Linked DNA regions of Mus musculus: region 2 is linked to region 1. The links are chromatin contacts, called in public HiChIP or PLAC-seq maps. All regions are on one chromosome and are shown on one strand. The core of a region is the stretch at or near the end of the contact, and the rest is flanking DNA. Distances in the headings are between cores, read along the strand shown. Region 1 holds the start of Myadm (myeloid-associated differentiation marker). Region 2 overlaps Cacng7 (calcium channel, voltage-dependent, gamma subunit 7).

Region 1 (3,361 bases), core at 582-3,081:
TATTTTTCTATTTTGAGATAAGCATTTGCTATGTAAGCCTTACTGGCCTGGAACTTGCTATGTAGACCAGGCTGGCCTTGAGTTCACGGAGATCTGCGTGCCTCTGTCCCCTGAGTGCTGGGATTAAGGGAAAAATCTTTTTTTGAACTCTGAGTCCTTTCAGAATGAGGAAAGTCTGGCCTGGGAGTGCAGAACAGTGTTCCCAAAGCACCGGTAGAGGCAGGATTGGAAATTCGAGGCCTTCTTGGGGTCACAGAGAGAGTTCAAGACCACCAAGGGGTGGGGGTGGGGATGGGGGGAAAGGAAGTCAGTAGTGGTGAGGTTTTAAGTAGAGTATTTGACTAGCATGTGTGAGGTACTAGGTTCAACCCCTAATGGGTGGGACTGGGGCTAAGGGAATGAGACTCCTTAAAACTCCTTCAATCTGATGGAGCTCCAGGACACAGCTCTTCCTTGGCTCCAGGCAAGAACTCATGCAGGAGTTGCAATTCTCCCTGGGAACTAGAAGCCTCCAGGGCACTTGGGAGTTGAGACAGAAAGGCAGAAACCCCCAGCTCCCACCAGGATTGGTTTTTTTGGGAAGCCAGGCACCCCGCACTATAATAAGTGGGCAACAGATCGCCTGTAATCTCAGCATTTAGGAGGAAGAGGCAGACGGATCTCTACAAGTTCAGGGCCAGCCAGGTCTACATAGCGAGTTCCAGGACTACAAAGGCTATATACATAAAGCCTGTCTTTAAAATTTTTTAAACAAAAACAAAAATGGCGGGTTAGTGTCCAGCATAAATCCTTCTGTCAGGGAGAAAAGTTAGGAAAGGAGGAATAGAAAGAAAGGAAGACCTTAGGAGAGGTAACGGAACTAGTGATAGAGGCCTCCAGCATCGTTTGAAGTCATTGCTCAGGAATGCTCAGCTAAAGACATAAGCAGGGTGAGGAAACGCCCCTAGAGTTTCCTCCTAGGTCTAGTTCCACTCTCAGGGCCACACCCAGCACCCCTGCTACCATCCCCAATGCCACACTCCTGAGGTCATCCATCACTCCACAGACAGGGCACATGCTGGGCACAGCCCTGAACAGACTCCAGGCCACGCCTCACACCAGTGGTGGGCTCAGCCGTAAGCCTTCAAAGATTCCTACCTCCCTCCCCCCAGCCCCCCCCCCATACTCTAGTGCGGGTGCAGGCCTCTGGGAGGGTCAGAACAAGGACTTTCCCCTCCTGAGTCCCTCCAGGTATAAGCACCAGGTATAAGCATCCAGGAGTTCCATCTTCTCGGATTCAGGGATCTATACTCAATCTTTCCGAGTCTTCAAACCAAGAGTCGAGATCCCAGCCCCTCCCTTCTTCCGTCCCAATTCAAACTCCAGTACCTTCTCCCTCAGAACAAATTCAGACCCCCAACTTCCTCCAGATTAAGGTCTGAATCCTGCCCTCCTCCCTGAGACCCATCTTAAATACAGATCCCAAACCTTTTTGGTCAGACCTAGGAGTCTAGATCCCATCCTACCGCTCTCAGCCTCAAGGGTCCAAGTACCACCGTCCTTCCTCATACCCACGTGCCCACTCCCCAGTCCCTCTTCTTTCCCATGTATGACCTGTATGAGCTCAGATGTTCAGCCTTTCATCCAGAGCTTGAGTCCTGGTCCAACTGCAGTGTTTCTAGGGATCCAGACACCTGAATCCGTGCCCACTCCTCTTTCTAGAACCAAGGATCCTGGACCACAACTCCTTCCCTTTGGGGGTCCCTGCAGCTTTACCTCTCCAGGCAGTGGCGACTGTAGCACAAACAAGGACGACAGCTGCAGACCAAAAGGGTCTTAGGACTGGGTGGAGTTGGCCAGCTGAGGAGCGCGCGAGGGAGGGGTTGTGGGCGGGGTTTGGGCCTGGCTAGGGCGGTGAAAAGGGACTTTCCCTTCATTCAGGCTATCCCTGGTAGGCCCCGAAGGCGGGGCTAATGCCACACCACGCCCCCAGAAGGCTAGCGTCCTGGATCTCCCGCCCTACCAGTGAGGGGGTGCAGAGCTGAGGTCACCGTAGCCGTGGAGACAAAACAGGAAGACACAGCAGCTGGAGGGGTGGGGTCTCCTGGGGGCTATCCTCCCTGTCATAGCTCTAGAAAGAAATCTTCAGGGTAGACCGGAGAATGCTGTTGCCATAGAAACGTACTTGTTTATGATTTGTTTCAGATAGAGTCGTCGCCCCCCCCCCACTAAGCCGGGTCCCCACGCCTAGTCTCACCTCTCATTCAGTTCTCCCGCTCTCCGCCCCACGCCTCTGTCTATCAGTTCCCCCACGATACCCAGAAAAAGGAAATCTTACACATCCAGGTCCCAGCAGTTTGAGGGTCAGCTAGACCTCTGTTTAACGGAGTCTTGTCTACCTGAAGCAGAATTTAGGGTGCCAGGCCTTGAGCTTAAGCTACCTTGACTAGTGAGGGCCCACCCCCAAAAAACAAAGACTAGATTCCTTCGTTTAGGGGTCTGCATAGAGAGTGGGCCATATCTCCAATTACACTGTAATCATGGCCTGAGGACCCTTGGGCCAAGTCTCAGAAGATCACAGCCAGGAGACGCGAAAGGATGATGGATAGTAGCTAAATTCCTGGAAATTTGGAGGGAGGGTACCAGATTTCTGAGCGTTCAGTTTTCAAAACATATGTGGTTGGTTGGTTGGTTGCCTGAGTCTAGAAGGGCACGCTATTTTTGGCCTGAATTCCTGCCTTCAGGACAAAGGGAGAGACTCAGAATCTTTATGAGGACAGGGCTAGGGCCCGGAGCTCTGGATTCTAGGTTCTATCATATGGGAAGGATTCCTCGGGCCCTATAGTACCGGGAGGAGAGGGGCAAAAGCAGGAAAGAGATGCAGGATTGGGAAAAAAAAAAAAAAAAAAAGTCGGATTTAAGGGCCTGAAAGAACTCGACTGAGCCAGATGGGAAAAGAAGCTGAAGGTCGCGATGCTGGAGGGACCTTTAGGTCTCTCCTAAAGGTCCCAATGCTGGCCCCCTGGGCAGGGCGGAGACCCAGGACACCTGGTTCCCTCCCTCCTGGCTGCACTCACTCACCCCGCTCTGCAGCGGTCCCGGGCGCGGCCTTGCTCTGCTGCTGCTGGGCGGGGCCTAGTGGCGGCTGCGGCTGCTTGTCTCTTCCCGGCGGCTGCTTCTGGTTACCTTCCAGGAAGACTGGAGAGGTTTATAGTCCTAGCCCTAGAGAGGAAGCTAGGAGCTTCGCGAAGGGGGTGGGAGGTGGGGGTTCGAAGGGGTCCAAGAGCTCACTACAGCCAGCTTCGTGTCCTACAGAGGAGGGAGGAGCTGGAGAGGGGACCTGGACGCTTGCTTCTTGCTTCGTGCTTTGCAGAAGTGGGGG
Region 2 (3,245 bases), core at 374-2,873, 76 kb before region 1:
TAGGATTAAAGGTCTGTGCTATTACAACTGGCAAGAACTAGTCAGAATAACAGTACTTTACCCTTAAGAGAAACCAATACCATAAGCTCCTTTCTTCCAATCCCCTCCCTTTGGTGAGACACAGACGTGTTTGAAATAAAGTTTATTGATATTTACATATGATACACGGTAAATAACAGAGCCAGGCCCCCCACCCCACCGGTTCCCCACCCTTATTGCTTCCCTCCCCCCTCCCCCAGACTCATTAAAAATCGCTGCGTAAAGACAGGTTATAACTGCTGCTGTTCTCCCTCCCCCCTCCCCCCTAAGATGCAAACTAAAAGCCCCCGTCCCTCCCCTGCCCCCTCCCCCCACCCCGGGGCCGTTCTGGTTCCGTGTGTGTTAACACTGTGCTACCTCGCCCTCCTCCCCTAATAAAGGGAGTGGGATGGGCGGTTTTCTGGCGACCTCCCCCGCCCCCCCCCAATCTGTCCAAGGGGGAGAACGGGCCCTTGAAAGAGGCCAGAGTTTGGGGATTTGAGGTGGGAAGAGGGACATGGATGAGAGGGAGTACCAGAAAATGGAAGACGGAGGTTTTGGGGGGTGTTAACCCCCGCTACTGCCCCTCCCTCCCCCGAAGGAACCTCGAGGGGGAAGAGGCGGGCACAGGAGTGGAGATAGCATGAGGGAACCTCCCTCCACCCTGGGGTCCCATCCTTGTTTGGTGTGAGAGGCTGGATGCACCTAGGGGCTTCGGGTGAGCAGGTGGAGGGAGGAAAAGATAAATGGGAAGAGGAGGTGGGAGAGGGAAAGGCGGAGGAGGAGGAGGAAGTGGGGGGAGGAAGAAGAAGAATACATTAGAAGAAAGACAGAAGGTCACCTTCCAGAGGAGAAAAGAGAGAAAATGGAGTCCCGGAAAGGCAACAGAAAGGTCATGGTCAGTCATAGTCATATCCCTGTAGGCAGAGCAAGCTCATCCCCACCCGCCGCCACCAGCGACCTGCAGGGCACCTGGTGGTGTGCAAAGAGAATGGAGCGGGAGTTCCAGGGCATTCCAGTGGCTGCTACACCCACTCTCCAACCCAGCACCCCTACCGGAAGCGGGAGTCTGGCGGAGTTGGGGGAGCTAGGTGCAAGATACCACCAGAAGATAGTAAACTCGGTTGGAATTAACCGGTGGGGAGGGACCTAAGGGAAAGGGGCGGGCTCACGGGGGCGAGGTGAGGAAGGAATAATTTGGAAGTATAATGAATCAGTGAGGAGAGATTGGAAAAAGGGTGGAGCCGTTGAAATGAGGATGATGGGTAGGAACTTGGAGATGGCACAGCATCCTTCAGCCTAGAGTTCCTTAAGGAATTGGGGCTTCATGGGTGAGGCGCGGGAGAGGGGAGGGAGAAAGAGGAAAGGGAGGGACTCCAGCCTCAGCACGGCGAAGTGGAGATGTGGAGATGGTCCGGGTACTTGATGGCCGGGGGGTAATTTTGCGTCATCTGAATGGAGACGTCGCTAGAGATGTCGGAAGGGCTGCGGCCTCGACGCCACGCCTCGGGCTGCAGAAACTGGCCGGAGTAGTCGGAGCAGTCGCTGAGACGCGGTCGGTAGAAGGCCGGGTGCGGGCGATACATCTCTTCCTCCGCGTAGCGCTTGGTGAACAAGTACACGGACATGACTCCGGCCCCCTGTGGCAAAGCACAGTCAGTATCCCAGAGGCAGCACCCTACTGCCTTCTCTATCAGAGCCCAGGAATCACAGCTGCATATCATCCCAAGACCTCAGCAAAACCCAAGAGGCCCAGCCCTCATTTCCTCCAGGACCCACGGGTTAGAAATCAAAGTCTAACCCATCTCCCTCATAGTTCAGGCACCTCTCCCCATCCAGTCTCCTCTTCTTCCTGGACCCAGGAATCACACAGCCAAACACTCCCAGCTTTAAAGCAGAGAGATGGGTCCCCCAGCTCTTTCCTCTCCGAGACCCAGAGATTACAACCACCTTCCTCATAACCCATAGCATTCTTTTCCTCCTGGGCACAAGAATCAGACCGTCCTCTGTTCGGGGAGTCCTTCCCCAGGACCTAGGACTCCCAACTCTAAGACCTAGGAAGGTCCAAACTTCAGGTTTTTTCTCTCCTCAAATCCAAAGGCACTATCTTCAGAGCTCCATCTGCTCCAGACTTCCAGGGGCTGGAATACCCCTAACACCAGCACCACCACCCATCCCCCAACTCCGATCCCGCCCCACCTCTGTCTTCAAACTGGCAGTCTGGGCCCAATACATCACCTCTTTGAGAAGAAAAGAGGAAGCAGCGAAGGCAAAGGACCACCCGTAGCGATAGTGAAAGTACTGCTCAGAGCTGCTGGGCCTGTTCATGACCTCGTCGTTGATGCTGGAGATGTATAGGACCAAGCCCACCACCAAGGAGAGACCTGAGGGAAGAAGGATGCCAGGACCATAAGAAGGGAGCACTCCCGACCGCTCAGTGCTTCCCTCTACCCTCTGCCTTATATCAAGGACTAGCCTTAGCCTATTCTCCCCAAAATGGTATGCAAGTGTTCTATGTCAGAACGATGCCTATAGCCCCTCACTAGGGAATCCTAGGCAGATGCTCAATTACTGAAACCTCCCCCCACCCCCCAGACTCTCAGTAGAGGATTCTAGGCAAGAACTCTTGCTGAGTCACAAGCCTAGCCCCTTACTGGTGGAATCAAGAGAAGAATTCGACCAGTGAGCTCTTGATGGTGAATCCTAGGAAAGTACTCTACCACTGAGCCATGTCCCCAGCCTCTCACTGGTGGATTCTATGAAGGAATTCTGCACCTGAGCAATGCATCCACAGTGGTGGAATCTAGGTAAGAGTTCTATCACTGGGCCTTGATCCCTAACTGGTAAATTCTAGGCAGGAGCTCTACCACTGAGCTATATCCCCAGCCCTCTTTTCGCTTTTTATTTTGAATCAGGGTCTCAGTAACTTACTTGCCCAGACAGGCCTGGAACTTTTGAACCTCCTGTCTCAGCCTCCCAAGTAGCTGTCATGACAGGGTTGGGCTTCACTTCTGGGTTTTGAATGACCTCTTGTTCTGGGCCTTGGTTGGGTGCACAGAACCCAGAAATGAATCCACCAGCTGCCCTCGCCCCACCCAATGCCTGCTATCTGAGATCTCAGTGCACCTGAACGGTGAAGGGCAGGATAGTGACCACCCATTCTGTGCATATTGACATGTGCTACAAAGCTCATCTCACTGAACATTATGCGGTCCAGAAGAGGCGCA

Evidence for each region. HiChIP or PLAC-seq counts read pairs in DNA pulled down with a chosen protein or histone mark.
Region 2: an H3K27ac HiChIP or PLAC-seq map of embryonic stem cells shows a contact between it and region 1, with 12 read pairs. The contact joins the enhancer-like site here to the promoter of Myadm in region 1. A contact is called at or near these places in 2 of 39 promoter capture datasets (embryonic stem cells and epiblast stem cells), 8 of 484 Hi-C or Micro-C datasets (the NIH/3T3 cell line, embryonic stem cells and nephron progenitors), 6 of 115 datasets of contacts at active chromatin or transcription factors (bone marrow-derived macrophages and embryonic stem cells) and 2 of 9 other capture datasets (adipose tissue and pancreatic islet).

Annotation. Positions count from the first base shown.
Region 1 is chr7:3,289,025-3,292,385 of GRCm38.p6, reverse strand. It overlaps Myadm (myeloid-associated differentiation marker), which reads right to left and starts at 1,831. Exons shown (of 3, transcript NM_016969.2): 1 at 1,756-1,831.
Region 2 is chr7:3,365,104-3,368,348 of GRCm38.p6, reverse strand. Cacng7 (calcium channel, voltage-dependent, gamma subunit 7) reads right to left here. Exons shown (of 6, transcript NM_133189.5): 5 at 2,257-2,402; 6 at 128-1,658. The coding sequence ends at 1,401. Among named protein-coding and RNA genes, the nearest start is that of Cacng8, 27 kb to the left of the region's middle. Within about 2 kb of position 1,623, at least 26 of the 459 cell types and tissues checked have an H3K27ac peak or open chromatin away from gene starts, as enhancers often do. A contact at or near this core is called in embryonic stem cells, where this site is marked.